3 separate regions of the Mus musculus genome follow, and regions 2 and 3 are each linked to region 1. Evidence: chromatin contacts called from public Hi-C data. All regions are on one chromosome and are shown on one strand. The core of a region is the stretch at or near the end of the contact, and the rest is flanking DNA. Distances in the headings are between cores, read along the strand shown.

The links. A called contact is a pair of places that touch in the nucleus more often than the background predicts.
Region 2: a contact with region 1 is called in a Hi-C map of cortical neurons, with 2.5 times the contacts expected there. A contact is called at or near these places in 3 of 39 promoter capture datasets (embryonic stem cells, hippocampal neurons and pre-B cells), 2 of 484 Hi-C or Micro-C datasets (cerebral cortex and cortical neurons) and 1 of 130 datasets of targeted methods (astrocytes).
Region 3: a Hi-C map of cerebral cortex shows a contact between it and region 1, with 4 times the contacts expected there. A contact is called at or near these places in 3 of 39 promoter capture datasets (cranial neural crest, embryonic stem cells and hippocampal neurons) and 1 of 484 Hi-C or Micro-C datasets (cerebral cortex).

What each region holds. Positions count from the first base shown.
Region 1 is chr15:53,899,790-53,904,325 of GRCm38.p6, reverse strand. It overlaps Samd12 (sterile alpha motif domain containing 12), which reads left to right and starts at 1,890. Exons shown (of 5, transcript NM_177225.4): 1 at 1,890-1,957. The coding sequence starts at 1,945.
Region 2 is chr15:53,111,249-53,115,784 of GRCm38.p6, reverse strand. The region is part of intron 1 of Ext1 (exostosin glycosyltransferase 1); the gene reads left to right. Among named protein-coding and RNA genes, the nearest start is that of Gm41323, 180 kb to the right of the region's middle.
Region 3 is chr15:54,568,904-54,573,439 of GRCm38.p6, reverse strand. It overlaps Mal2 (mal, T cell differentiation protein 2), which reads right to left and starts at 2,074. Exons shown (of 4, transcript NM_178920.4): 1 at 1,803-2,074. The coding sequence starts at 1,931.

The sequences.
Region 1 (4,536 bases), core at 641-3,140:
ACCCCCACACTATTGCTTACATAAAGAAGCTTTTGCTGACAAGAACCTGGTATGACTGTTCCTTGAGATATTCTACCAGCACCTGACCAATACAGATGCAGATACTCACAGCCAACAATCTGACTGAGCCCAGGGACCCCAATGGAAGAGCTAGAGGGAAGGACTGAAAGAGATGAAGGGGATTGCAGCGCCATAGTAAGAACAATATCAGTTAACTAAACCACATGGAGCTCCCAGGGACTAAACCACCAGCCAAAGAGTACAAATAGCTCCGATGGCTCCAGCCACATATGTAGCAGAGGATGGCCTTATCTGACATCAATGGGCGGGGAGGCCCTGGGTCCTGTGGAGACTTGGTGTTCCAGTGTATGTATGTTAGAACAGTGAGGCAGGAGTGCATGAGTGGATGGAGGAGCACCCTCATAGAGGTAAAGGGGATGGGGGAGAGGGAAGATGGGATGGGGACTTTGCAGAGGGGTAACTGGGAAGGGGGATATCATTTCAAATATAAATGAATAAAGTGATTAATAAAAAAAATACAGGATGCTCATGCTACAGTCCAAGAGACCCAAGGATGCTGGTCAGGAAAACACTTGGAAGGGGGAATGGAATGATTGTAGAAGGCAGATGGAGAAAGGGAACTGGATAGAGTGGGGATCAGGAGAGGAGTGGGAGGCAAGGGGTTGGGTGCAGGGAGGGGCAGGGGGATGGCTGGATGGCCATAAGAATGAATGGAAATCTGCAACTGATGTGGTAGGAGGTAAGGAGCATCTTCAGGAAGAGACAGAGACTTGGGACTTGGGATAGGGGAGGTGCCGAAGAATCACTGGGGTGTCCTTAGGTATGACTCAATGCATTGGGTATATGGAACCTGAAGAGGCCACCTCCTGTAGCCAGGCAGGAACTCCAGTGGTGCGACAGGGAGTTTCTGTCATACATGTGATTCTCTCTTTGTTTGTTTGTATATATGTATGTATGCACGCATGTATGTAGTATGTATTTAAAATTGTACCAGACAGCCCCACAGGAAGATCATAGGTTCAGAGGTGGAAAGCAACTAAACTGTGTATAGTGTTAAGACTCTATCACAGGCAGCCAAGGGACACCCTAGCCAGGAAAGTTGACAGCCTCTCACTTTGGAATCCAGCTATTCCATGCTCTGATGCCCTGAAAATGTAATCTTAGCAGCCTCATTAGGATATTGTCTTTGGAAGATTTTAAAGCCATCCTACCCTCGTCAGTATTTAACTCTGTAAACAACCAAGAGGTTCAGAAGTCAGCTGTTTCTCCTGGAGGGACATCTCACAACCCCAAATATTTCAGGATGAGAACAAGTTTTGACTGCACCTTGTGGAGTAAGTCTCTGGCCCAGAGGGACTGCCACAAGCATCCCCAGCGCATCTGCTCTCCTCACTGACCAAGTGCGCCCAGATTCCAGTGGCCCGCCAAGTCCACTGCCCTGCTGTCTCCCTCCCAAAGACTGCTAGGTGCCTAAAAGCTTTTAAATGACAGCTAAGGTCTCAATCAAGAGTTCTCTCAAAGCTGAAAGAAGCTAGGAGCACGGCAGTCTGGGAGATGTAGTCCTCCCAAATGTCATCATCCATCACTCTCGGGGTTCCCTTCCGAGGTCCGTAGAAGAGCAGGTAGTCAGTCCTATGTCACAGAATGTAGATATACGCTCCTACTGTGGTGGCGAAATCGAGCTGCACGGGACAAATGGGAGGCTTCGAGGGGGTTGGGAGATTGTGCAAGAACGGACTACAACTCCCATGCCGCCTCGCGCGGAGCAGGAGCTGGCTGTTCGCTTTGCGTGACCGCAGCAGGTTGGTCCTGGAGCAGATGAGCGCAGAATATTTAGGCGAAAGCAAGGGGAGGGGGGAGCGCGGGGCAGGAGGAGTACCTCGGCCAAGAAAATTATGCATGCGTTAGGCAAGCTCTGAGAGAATGGCTGTGGAAGGTAAGGGACGCTTGGGGCGTTTTAAGCTCCCTCTTAACCCGCGCACTCCAATTCACACATCCCTGATGAAGCTCGGCTCCGGTGGGGAGGAGAGAAAAGGGGGTGGCGGCAAGCGGGCCCCTTCTCCCTTGTACCACTTGGCGCTCACCTGAGCCTTGCCAGGCCAGGAGGCACCTGCTTCGTTTGCCATTGAGAGAGGTGTAGGTGAGCAGGACTTCAGGGCAGAAGGTGAAAAAAGAGCGCTCCCAGTCCTCAGCTTTGTGATGGAAATGGGTGGACAACCGGGAAGTCCAGCGCGAGGGAATAGCCCTGACTTGCCCTTTCCCTTCCCCTCCAGCCAAGGTAGGCTGGGTGGCCACATTGCTGGGGATGCACGCTCTGCCACCCACACGTGGGAAAGGACTCTAGCCAGGTGCGTCATCCAGAAGCTTGGATTGCCACTGGGTCGAGGACCCCTCGCTGTGTGTAACCAGCAGTGCCTGTAGCAGATATGCCCCTAGGATGGGGCTGCCTTTACATCTGCTTCTGTATAGTCCTGCCCAGGGGTTAGCAAAGTTCACAGAATCAGTGTAAGGCAGCCGCTTGGATTGGGAAATTCTTTCCTTTGAAGACTGCCTTCCTATTTCCTTGTATAATTTTGGACTTCGAGTTTGCCATTTTGATTGCACAGCCCTGCCTGTTTTGTACTTTCCGGTTAAGAGTTGGGTCAGGCAAATTTTGAGGGATTGGAGTTTTCCACGTCACTTTCACTTACTTTAGAGGACAGACTTTTTGTTCAGGGTAGGTCCGGGGATATGGGCGGGGGAGATGAAAGGGAGGGCATGTGTAGCAGGAGGGTTTCTGGTGTCTCATACCTCTATGATGAGATAAAGTGAAATGAGTGTAGGATTATAAAGGGAGCCTACCTTCACTTCCAGAATTATGGTTCCTGAGTGCACTTAGGGTTAGAGGGGACCTGAAGCAGGAAAAGGAAGGCGTGGTTGCCAGCGACATCAGGCTGCTTGCCAAAGGGAAATGATCCGGTTCCTTGGAGGCTACAGAGAAGAACAACCAACAGGGTTTCTTGCTTCTGCCTCACCTCTCTGCCTCAGGAGACAGCAAATGAAATAAATACCCTGGCCCTTTACTTGAAGTAGCAAGGGTCCAACTCATACACTCAACACCTGTAAACTCAGGACTGAGTCTGGGTGATCTCAGGATCAGAGCCTCTTAGCTAGATGTCTCTACTTTCAGCTTTTCCAACTGTGCCAGGAAACATGTCCACCTCCCCAACACACACCCCTCTACCCTTCTCTCAGGTAGAAAAGCATGTCGGTAGTTTGGGGGCCTCCTGCTCTCATATTCCCCAGCACCAGTGCCTAAATCTACACATATCACACTTCATATGTCTCTCACTGGAATCCGAAGCACTGGGAGACTGAGACCAAAAACTCCGATTTGCCAAGCAGTAGCATAGAACGTGCTTCATAGCATGCCCTCAAAAACTGCCTGTGGATTGCACAATAAACATTCATGGAACTCTTAAAACTGACTCCATAAGGGTGCCTGAGGCCTTCTTAGTTGTCCAAATGCCACAGATGGGAAGTTTTAAGGCCCCTCTCAGCCCTCATGTTTGAAGTCTCAAAACTACTGTTTTCTTCTCCTGCTGAGAATGGCATTGCTCTGTTAGTGCTCATTTGAGATTTAGGAAACGGTACCCAGTGTTACTACTTCAGAGTTTTGTGCCCTGAGATCATCAGGAGGCTAAATGTCCTAATCCATGTGACCATCATGTACAGAATCACAGGTCAAGATCAAATAGTGACCAGCTTATGCATCTTCACTGAGAAATAGTGAGTCGAGGAAAGAGGAATTTTATTAGAGCAACTTAAAAGAAAATATAGCATATAATAATATCTGAGCCTTTGTGTCTATATCTGGAAGAAAAAAATGGACTTGATACTGTTTTGGGAACAGTGTAGTAGAAAACAGATTTTATAGAAAGGTGCCTGGAACACAGGCTACCTATGAATGTTCCTTATTCTCTCTGCCATTCCTCCCCTATAAAAAAGGTCTACTGTTTAGCACCTGTTTTACACTTTAACTTTTTACTTATTCATGCCAGCCACACTCTCTAATTAGCAACAAATTAGAGGGTTTTTATAATGTGTAACCCTCCTTTTAAGTAAACTTGAACTTGTAAAAACGTTAATTGCAAGTAGGGCACTTACTCATTTTGCTGAATGTGTGGCTTCCTATTTAAGGTGGAAAGTGGGGTCCTTTGTTTACTGTTTTATAACTACTGTGATGCATACATACATACATATATACATATTACATTGAATTTAAGAAAATCCTATTTGTTTATTAGCCATAACCGTGGCGTTTGCTTTGTTTTTCATTTATGGGTGCCTGAACTTTTACATAACTACCTTAGGTTTTCATGTGTTATGTTTAGGTCTTGTGTTTAGCCCAGTGTGTACCCTCTGTGAATGAATGAATGAATGAATGAATGAATGAAAGATGACAATTTGCAGGGTAGAATTATGAGTGCTTTTATTTCTGTACCTGCTCCCATACACATGTGCTTTTCAACCATG
Region 2 (4,536 bases), core at 1,390-3,889, 790 kb after region 1:
CACAGCATGCCACCTCCCTCCTCCTGTTCCTGTAGTGAAAGATTTTAAGTTGGCATAGAATGAAAATTGTCTTCTGTTTGAAGCCAGGAAGTATGAAAGAATGCATGTAAGTTGTCTGCCCTTGGTTTTGTACAAACATCCTGTCTGCAATGGAGAGCCTAGAATTGGCAACATCACACCGAGATCACAAAGGAAGTGATACCTTTGATATAGCTTGTGACTGGTGGGTTGGTTGCCTGTTGAATATTCAGGGCAAGGAATTGCACCACCTTTAAGTAGCAACCTTTACTGCAGGGGAGTTGCTGGCTTTCCCTAAGACTGTCGCCACTCTGATCGATCACATTCAGAGTGCAGTTCCACGTATTTGAAGAACTGATTGACGTGTATGAAGCAGCTCAGCTTTGTGCACACTTGTGGGTGTGTATCAGCCAGCAATTCCCACAAGTCCAACAGATCCTCCATGACCCCTGGGACCCATACTTCTCTGTGCCATGTTGTCAAAAGAACCCAGACAGTACAGTGGCCAGCTGGAACCATTTTCCAACTCCCAATTCACGTTTCTCAGTTCAGTCAGTGCCACGGATCAATTTTGTGCGATCCCATGTCCTGACCTTTAAGATTTCTTTTCTCAAAAGTAATTGAAATTTTAAACATTTTATCTGGACTTAGGAAAGGGTATCGGAAACAGGCTTAGAAAACAACAGAGGATGCCCCCCCCCCCCACACACACACACAAGTCACCTGGAGGGAAGTTTTGAGGAGAGAGTCCTACAAAGGGCAGTTGCACGTTGAAGAGGTCAGAGATGAACTGCTCACTAATTTTCTTAATGAGAATTGTATGTCTTCAGACATATGACGCCATGTGGGCTGACCAGAAGCAGCATTGTTTAAAGAAAAGAGTTGGGGCCTTCTTACATTTTCAGCATTTCACCTCTGCCCATGAAGTTGAGCTGTATGGTTGGTGGGATACTTCTGGGATCCTGTCATTCTTTCGCTTGAGTTCTTCAGTGACTCAGATTCACTCTCATGGAATAATGTCTGAGCTCCAGGAGGTAGCAAGCTTATCATCTCCTTAACCCCCTCCCCCTGCCCTGAGCTCTTTAACCATTCCTGACCCACTCCAAATTGGGTGTTTTCCCTCCCCATGGACCCTTTGATCCTGATGGACTACCATTAGCCTAGAAATGCCCATCTTCCAGTGTTTGTAGCTCTTGCTCCGTCATCAGTGCTTAGCAAAGAGTCCTGGAAATCTTCGAGATACACATCCCTGTTCTCATCTTCCTCACCAATGCCTTCTGTAGCCACCCATGCCTTATCTTCCCTGCCCCCCCCCCCCCGCTTCCATATGAACATCTGACAACTTCACAGTGTTTTCACTGGACCACGATCTTCTTAAGACGGACCTAACATGTGGATGGCACACACGCACTCACACACTCATCCAAGAACAGAGATGCACTAGTCTGTATTTCCTTTTCCTCATCACAGGGCACTCTGGAACTTCAGCCACCCCAAGTATTAGCTTTCTGATTTTTTTTCATAAGAGATGTGACTCAAATCTGGGTATAAACAGAGAAGAATCATTACTTAGAAGGGACGGGGCTGGCAGAAAAAGAGCAGCTGTGATGTTCACCCAGTTCATAAGTAAATACTCGAGACAAACTATCACCTCAGGCAGCCTGGAATTGTGTGAGTCTGAAGATTAGAGGCTCATTGCTGGCTTCTTGCCTGTCCACTGTGGCTAGCGAAAAAGCAGGATCATTTGGCCAACGTGCTTGTGAGAGAGGATCTGTGGGAACCCTGGGAAGACAGCAAGCCACAGCAGCGGCTTCCTTCCTTGTACAGCTTCTGATGAGGAGAAAGCTTTTAAACTACACACTGCTGCTGTGTGGGGAGCTGCGGCTTCTGCTTTCATTTTCTTTTAACGGGTCTGCTCCTCGTTTGTCTCTTGGCTGTCTTTGCAAAACTGTTTTTTTGTTTTTTTCATTGTTGGTAGTTTTTAAAAAATGTTTATTCCATTCCTTCTGATATAATTTGCCATAATAACCTGCAATTGCATACTACTTTCCTGATTATACTGCATGTACATAATTTCATTTGAGCTTCACAGCTTTGAGACTGACAGAAGCTAAGAGATGTGCATGGGGGTCTCGCAGGAGAGCCACACTCCAGATTCTTCAGCCCAGGTCTCCTCATTGACAGCTGCCTGTGTTTCTGATAATCTGCTGGCTCCCTTCAGCTGAAGTGATTACAGCTATCTTTTGCAGAAATGCTCATAAGGTGCTGTACTTTAATTAAAATGTATCGTTTGGAAGCCGGGCGTGGTGGTGCACACCTTTAATCCCAGTACTCGGGAGACAGAGGCAGGCGGATTTCTGAGTTCAAGGCCAGCCTGGTCTACAAAGTGAGTTCCAGGACAGCCAGGGCTACACAGAGAAACCCTGTCTAGGGAGAAAAGAAATTAAAAAGAAAAAGAAAAGAATGTATCATTTGGTCAGGTCAGTAGAAGGATCAACCCCTTTGGATGAACCAGGAAACTAAGCCCAGACAAATTAGTATTTCCCAAGATTGCCCAGTTTGTGGATGGTAAGCATAGACTGTGAACCCAGGTTTGGCTGCTTGACCACTGAGCTCTTGTTTACTAAGTTTTTAGCTACCAGTTCCCTGCTGCACAAAATGTACTGGGCATTACAATGGACTCACATAGAATCCAAGGCTCTTTCCCAAGAGTTCTGGATTCAGCAGGCCTGGGTGATCCTGAGATCTGTGCAGTTCCCTGGTACCACAGGTGATACAAGTGGCAGGGACAACACTTGGTGGAATGGTATGAACCACTCTGTCTCCCTTGCCTAGTCACACTGACTCACTATTAGTGAGTCATCTTATGTGGTGAGGGAAGACTTCAAATAACATTCCATAGCATATCTGAAATGGGGTTATATTCTGTACCTTATTCAGTACAACTCTAGGAAGAAAACTATTATACCTATTGCATGGTACTGGCTTCCAGGTTAAAGTCAGGGTCATGTCGTTTTTATTGCACATTTTCTGTGGAGCCACTTAGAAAGGCTCTTCTATCTCCTGCATCATTACCTCTGGAGTGTGGACTGTAATGCCACAAAGGGGAGACAACTGGTTTACCAGCTGAAGCTGCAAATTCTCTGAAAGCAGTTGATACCTCTCCTGTCTCACTGTGTGTGTGTGTGTGTGTGTGTGTGTGTGTGTGTTTTAAGTTGTATGTGATTATAGCATGTCTTACATCTCCTGACTTAATAAGATGAACTGGTCTACTTTAGAAGATTGTCTCCCCACTTGACCTATAAAGTCTGTCTCCCCCACCTCTAACCAATGGTAGCGACTACTCCGTTCTCCGGCCCCGTCGTTATATGCTGTCACAAGTGTTATGAAAATGGAGCAATGTAGTGTGTACCCTTTAGAGGGTGGCTTTGGACTCGGCATTAGCATCCTCGAGGTCCTTGTGTACTTAAGTAGTTTGATCCGTGTTCTTTTACTTCATTATGTTTTATTCATCTGAGAAGTGATCTAGGCTATGTGTATACCACAATCTTGCCTCATTCATACTTGGAAGGGTATCCAGTGTATACATTTGTGGACAGTTCTCCTATGTAAAAATGCCTTCATTTCTCTGGGATAAATGCCTAAGTACAGTGCTGGGTCATATGAAAAGTCCATTTTTAGTTTGAGAAGGAACTGCCAGATTGTCCCCAAAACAGCCTTACCATTTTCCTCTCATTGTAGCCCCCAAGGAAGAGCTCTTGTTTTTCTTGTTTTCCATGTTTCTATCTGTGCTTGTTCTCATGTGTCCTCTTAGATCATACACTGTCCTGCAGGGAGCAAGTGGCACCTCCTTGTGTTTTGGGTTGATTTCCGTTCCTTCAATGACTAACGATACTCAGTATCTTCCTGTGTTCTTCTTGGTGCTTTATTCATTTTCTTTGGGAAAAATATCAGTTCAAATTGTTAGCCCATGTTTACATTGGATTCTCTTATTGTTGTATCAGAAGTGTTTTTTCCATAGTCTAGACCAGTGTTTCTCAACCTGTGGGCCTCAAACCCTTCGGAGGTCACATATAATATACTTGCATTATAATTTACAACAGTAGCAAAATTACAGTTATGAAGTAGCAATGAAATAACTTTATGTTTAGGGTCACCACAACATAAGGAACTATATTAAAGGGTCACAGACTTCGGAAAGTAGAGGGCCATGGTTTTAGACAAAGTTTCTTAGGAGATGGATGATTTGAAAGTATTTCTGCTTCAGGAGATTGTCTTTTTCCCTTCCAGGAAGGAGCTTCTAGAGTTGAGTTCTCATAGGCAGAGATAGAAACCTGTATAATGAGACAAGCCATGACATAGATGCCAGTCACCGAAGGCTGGGGAGATTTTCTCAGACCTTGTACGCGCGCACACACACACACACACACACACACACACACACACCATCCCTCTGTCTTATGCATTTGGCACTACTCAAGAAAGTTTAAATCAAACTGTTGGGTTTTTTTTTTTTTT
Region 3 (4,536 bases), core at 825-3,324, 670 kb before region 1:
TAAGTCACCTCTTTGCTTTGTTAACCTTTAGTACTAGTGTCCCATGAAGTGTGGCACATCCACAGGTGGATCCTGAGTATCACTTGATTTAGTAAGACTTCCGTGCACCACACACACACACACACACACACACACACACACACACATACATACATACATACATATGAAAGACTTCTGTGTGTATGTTTTACCTATATATTTGAATAACTATGAGGAACCAACCTATCAAATTGGAGATTAACTGTACATTACTCCTGAGGATTGAGCCTAACTTCTACCAAAGTTTAAGCTGTGCCTCTATGTCTCCAGATCCTCTGTAAATTTCAGGATAAGTAGGACGTAACTAAAGCCGTGGGAAGAACTCGTGAAAGAGGAAGCAAGCACGTGGAACTTGAGGAACACGGCAGGAAAGGAGCCCAGAATCTGGGAACTCTTTCTCTGCAACGCTTCCTGTTTTAAAAGCTGTGTCCCCTCCACAGTCAGGAGTCTGGTCCAACGCCATCTCCTCCCTGTTCCTCTCACATGGATGCCTGCCACCCACCTTAGTCATTCCTACGATGCTGAATTGGGCTCAAATCCGAACCCATGCCAGGGTCTTCTAGTGTCACACTCACTATCTGATCTCAGGTGCCACTGCCTGTGACTCATTCACTTGGGTCTCTTCTTTCAGATTCAAATCTGAGCTAAACCCAAGGTGGCTTGGCTACCTAAGCATAATGGGGCAGAAAACCAATGCCCACAAGGTTTTCAGCTCAGCAGCACAAAAGGGAACCCCGAGTGACCTAGATCCAGGTTATGCAAACTCGCAGGAGTGGATGAGGGTTGACATGAAAACCCTAAACAGAGCAAACAGAACCAGCCGACAGGAATGACACCGCTTTGCTGACATGTCTTTCTATTTGACATTCTCCCAGCATGACGCAACCCCAGTTGCCCAATTTCTATTTGCACATTTCCCCCTTGTCCACAAGGAGCTTCAAAAACTCCCAACTCCACAGCATTCCTTTCGCTAAGTTCAAGTGTCTAGTTCAACAAGGTGGCAGGGCAGGCTTGTGGCATCAACTTGACTTTGGGCGGAGCAAAGTGTTCTGAGGTGGTTTGGAATTCTCAGGTAAACTTAGAAAAGGACAGGAGGTGCAAAGGCAAGAGCTGAGGCTGACTGCCCCACTTCCACTTTGCCCCTCCATTTTCACACCCACTTGATTACACACTGCCTGCTGCACCTACAACCTCACCTTTCTCCCTGCCCTGTTCTTTCTCAATCCAAAGGGCACTGGCTATGGCAAGGGTGAGTCTGGTGAAAACCATACCCAGGCTTCAGCCTCCTCTTCCTTTCCCTGGCGCCTCCCGTCCAGGCTTTCCACATCCTAACAGCTTCCTGGCCACCCAGTCATCAGTTCACCTTTGCACCACCCAACAAAATGGCAGGTTGGCAACGGGAAAGGCCGAGAACGCTGGTTCCTCCTCTAGTCAAACGCAGCTCCTATCCAAAGCCCAGAGTCCCCGAGATCCAACAGGAGAGGGCTCCTGCCCAAGTCCCTAATCATGGGCCCCTAGCCTGATCGGTCTCTAGGGCACATTTCCATTCCAGGCCGGCGAGCAGGTGTCCGCGTAACAGGTGCCAGGCAAGAGGCCCGGGTCCTAAGTGGAGAGGACCCCGAGACTGACTCCAGTAAAAGGCCACTTCTAGAGGATGAAGGCTGAGGGAGGGGTATTCAGAGGGACCAACCCCGGGCTGGGGGCAAGGATGCTGCCTGTCCATGCTCCCGGGACTCGATCTTCACCTAAGCTGCCCCACTTACAATCTCCAGACAGACGAAAGCTCCGGAGTACGTCCTTAGGATGTCGGGGCCAGCGGGCAGGGTGACCCGGGGCGCCGGGAAGGACACGGCAGGGTTCGGGGGCGGCGGGACTGCTCCGCCGGCCGACATGCTGCCGCTGCTACGTCTCCGCGCACCGCCACCGCCGCCACCGCCTCCCGCGTCCCGCCGCCGCCTCCCGGGCTTGGCCGCCGCCGCCGCCGCCGCCGCCGATCCGATCCGTGGGGTTCAGGCGTGCTGCTCGCGGAAAGGGTGTGGCCACGGGCCCTCTGCCGACAGAGGCCCGCCCCGTCACGTGGGCACAGGTGAGCGCGCCTCCGCCCTAGCGACAGTCAGGGTCACCAGCACAGGTGTGGTGCGCCCCAGCCTCAGCGCCAGCTCTGCAGCCCTCCTGGATCTTCAGATCACTTGCTGCTCCTGCACTAACTGTCTGCTGGTTCCCACCTGCCCATCCCACTCAAGTCTCCCCGCTGGTCCTCACCCACTTTCCCCAGTTGGGTAGGAAGACAGAGGCTGTGACTCAGAAGGAAAACACCAAGTTGCCAGGCACACCTGGAAAATGGGATGCCTGTTTTAAAGGCGATTCTAGGGGGATTTTCAGGGTCATGTAGCACATTGGAGTCGTTGGCAGTGGGACCCTGGAGGAAGGCCTTGAGTCATTTCTGTTCTGGTCTCAGAAATCCGTACGAGGATGTCCACCAATGATGGGCAGAAGAGTTAGGTGTACAGGAAGCGATGTAGCTTATAGGATGGTAGCTATTTTTTCCAGTTTTGACGTCAATAATCATACACAAAATGTTAGCTTCATTACGTTTCCACACAGACACTTTTTATTCCATTTTCAGAAAGGTATTCTTTGCTACTGCTTTTAAAGACTTAACAATTATTAAAACAGAACAGGACACTACTACATATGAATCCCAAGCCCCAGTTTCCCCCCCTTGCATTCCCATTTTATTGGTTTTGCTGTCAATGTTCTGAAAGTGGAATGAACAAAGGGACATTTCTCAGAGATCATCTAAAGATAAGTTCCACAGATCAGCACATATGTAGACCACGTTGGTAAAACCTGACCCAGGCATGGGGATACACGCCCGGAATCATAGTACTTCACAGAGTGTGGATTGCCCTGAGTTTGAAGTCAGCATAGACTGCAAAGCTGGTAATAGAATAGCTTGGGATACCTAGAAAGAACCTGTCAAGCAACAAGAACAGCAATCAAGTATGTGGATATGTAAATGTGTGTCTACTATACACATATGCATGCGTGCACACATGTACACGGACACACAAACCTATTCGAGTATCGGACATTCTACAAATTGAGTCTTGTTCTGATCTATTAAGTTTAGCTCTTGAACTGTGAGTTGTTCCCTGCATGGGTTGTCAGCAGGTTTTACCCTATGTCTTCATTATTTTAATAATCGAAACTCTTAGGTGTGGTGGTGGCACTACAGTAAAAGCCACAAAGGAGGGTGTGGATGAAACCTTGTTTGGGCTTCCTGACACCACCACCTGTTAGTCACCAGTTTCTGGCAGTTCGTGTGTGCTGGCTATCTAGTAGGAAACCTCAACTTCTCTGTATTGCTTTGTTCAATCGATGAACTTTTCTGTGTCCAGATCCTGATTGGCAAGAGATCTTTATATTTTATTTTCTGCCTAGGCAGCCCTTAAAGGATCTTCAAAGGTGAGGCCACTCCCGAGAATTTGTTATGGAAATGCCCAGTAACTACATACAAGGTACCAAAGTGTTGTGGTGAGTGAACTTGGAATGACCTTGGAATTTGTGGATCCATTAACGACCTAAAACTTCACCTGTGTATATTTTAAAGGTGTCACCAAAAAGAACACAGTGACTACACCCTTTCCAGCACCTACTTTGCCATAACTGCTTTTGTACCCACCCCTACCTACTTTGGTTTCCCAAAGTCAGGAGAATGAGAGACTGTTATGTACCTCTCTCCTACAGAATAGCAAATCTGCTCCATAACTAATGCTCTTTCTGGAATGGACTCCCTTTCCATGATCACTATCTATATCAGTATTGTTTTTCTTGATGATCCCAATTTCATCTCCATGATGGCAACTCTAGCATCCGTTCCTTCCATGATTATTTCTTTCTCCACAAAATCAGCTCTGAGTTCTTAATAGTGTCATCCTCTTATCCATTTCTATGACCTCTAGCATGCCTTACTTTGCTGAGGTTTGGTCTTTTGCTATGTATTGTAACTCTGGTCCCCACAGCCTGGTTGCCCCCAGAGACAAGAGAATTTCCACATACACAAAGTACTGTCATGTGAACCTGTCACTTAAATTAACACCATTGGTTGAATAAAGATGCCAACAGCCTATAGCTAGGCAGAAGTTAGGTGGAGTTCCAGTTCCCTGGGCTTGGGGTCTGAGGAGAGACCACAGGGAGAGAGAAGGTGGAGAGTGAGAAAGACTCCATGGGATAGGTGAGTCATGAACACATGGCCGTGAGGGCTGGCCCATTGAATGTAAGAGCTGCCCAGGTGGAACCTAACTTAGAGGGTAGCTATGTGCCCAGCTCTACTACATTAAAAGCTTACTGTAAATATAAGAGTTGTGTATTTTACCTGGGAACTGAATGACCACAGGTGGGGTAGAAACCTGACTGAGATTAAATAATGACTACAGCATTGTTTTGCTTGTAGATTTTTTCTGAACCCCCTTTCTTTCTTTCTTTCTTTCTTTC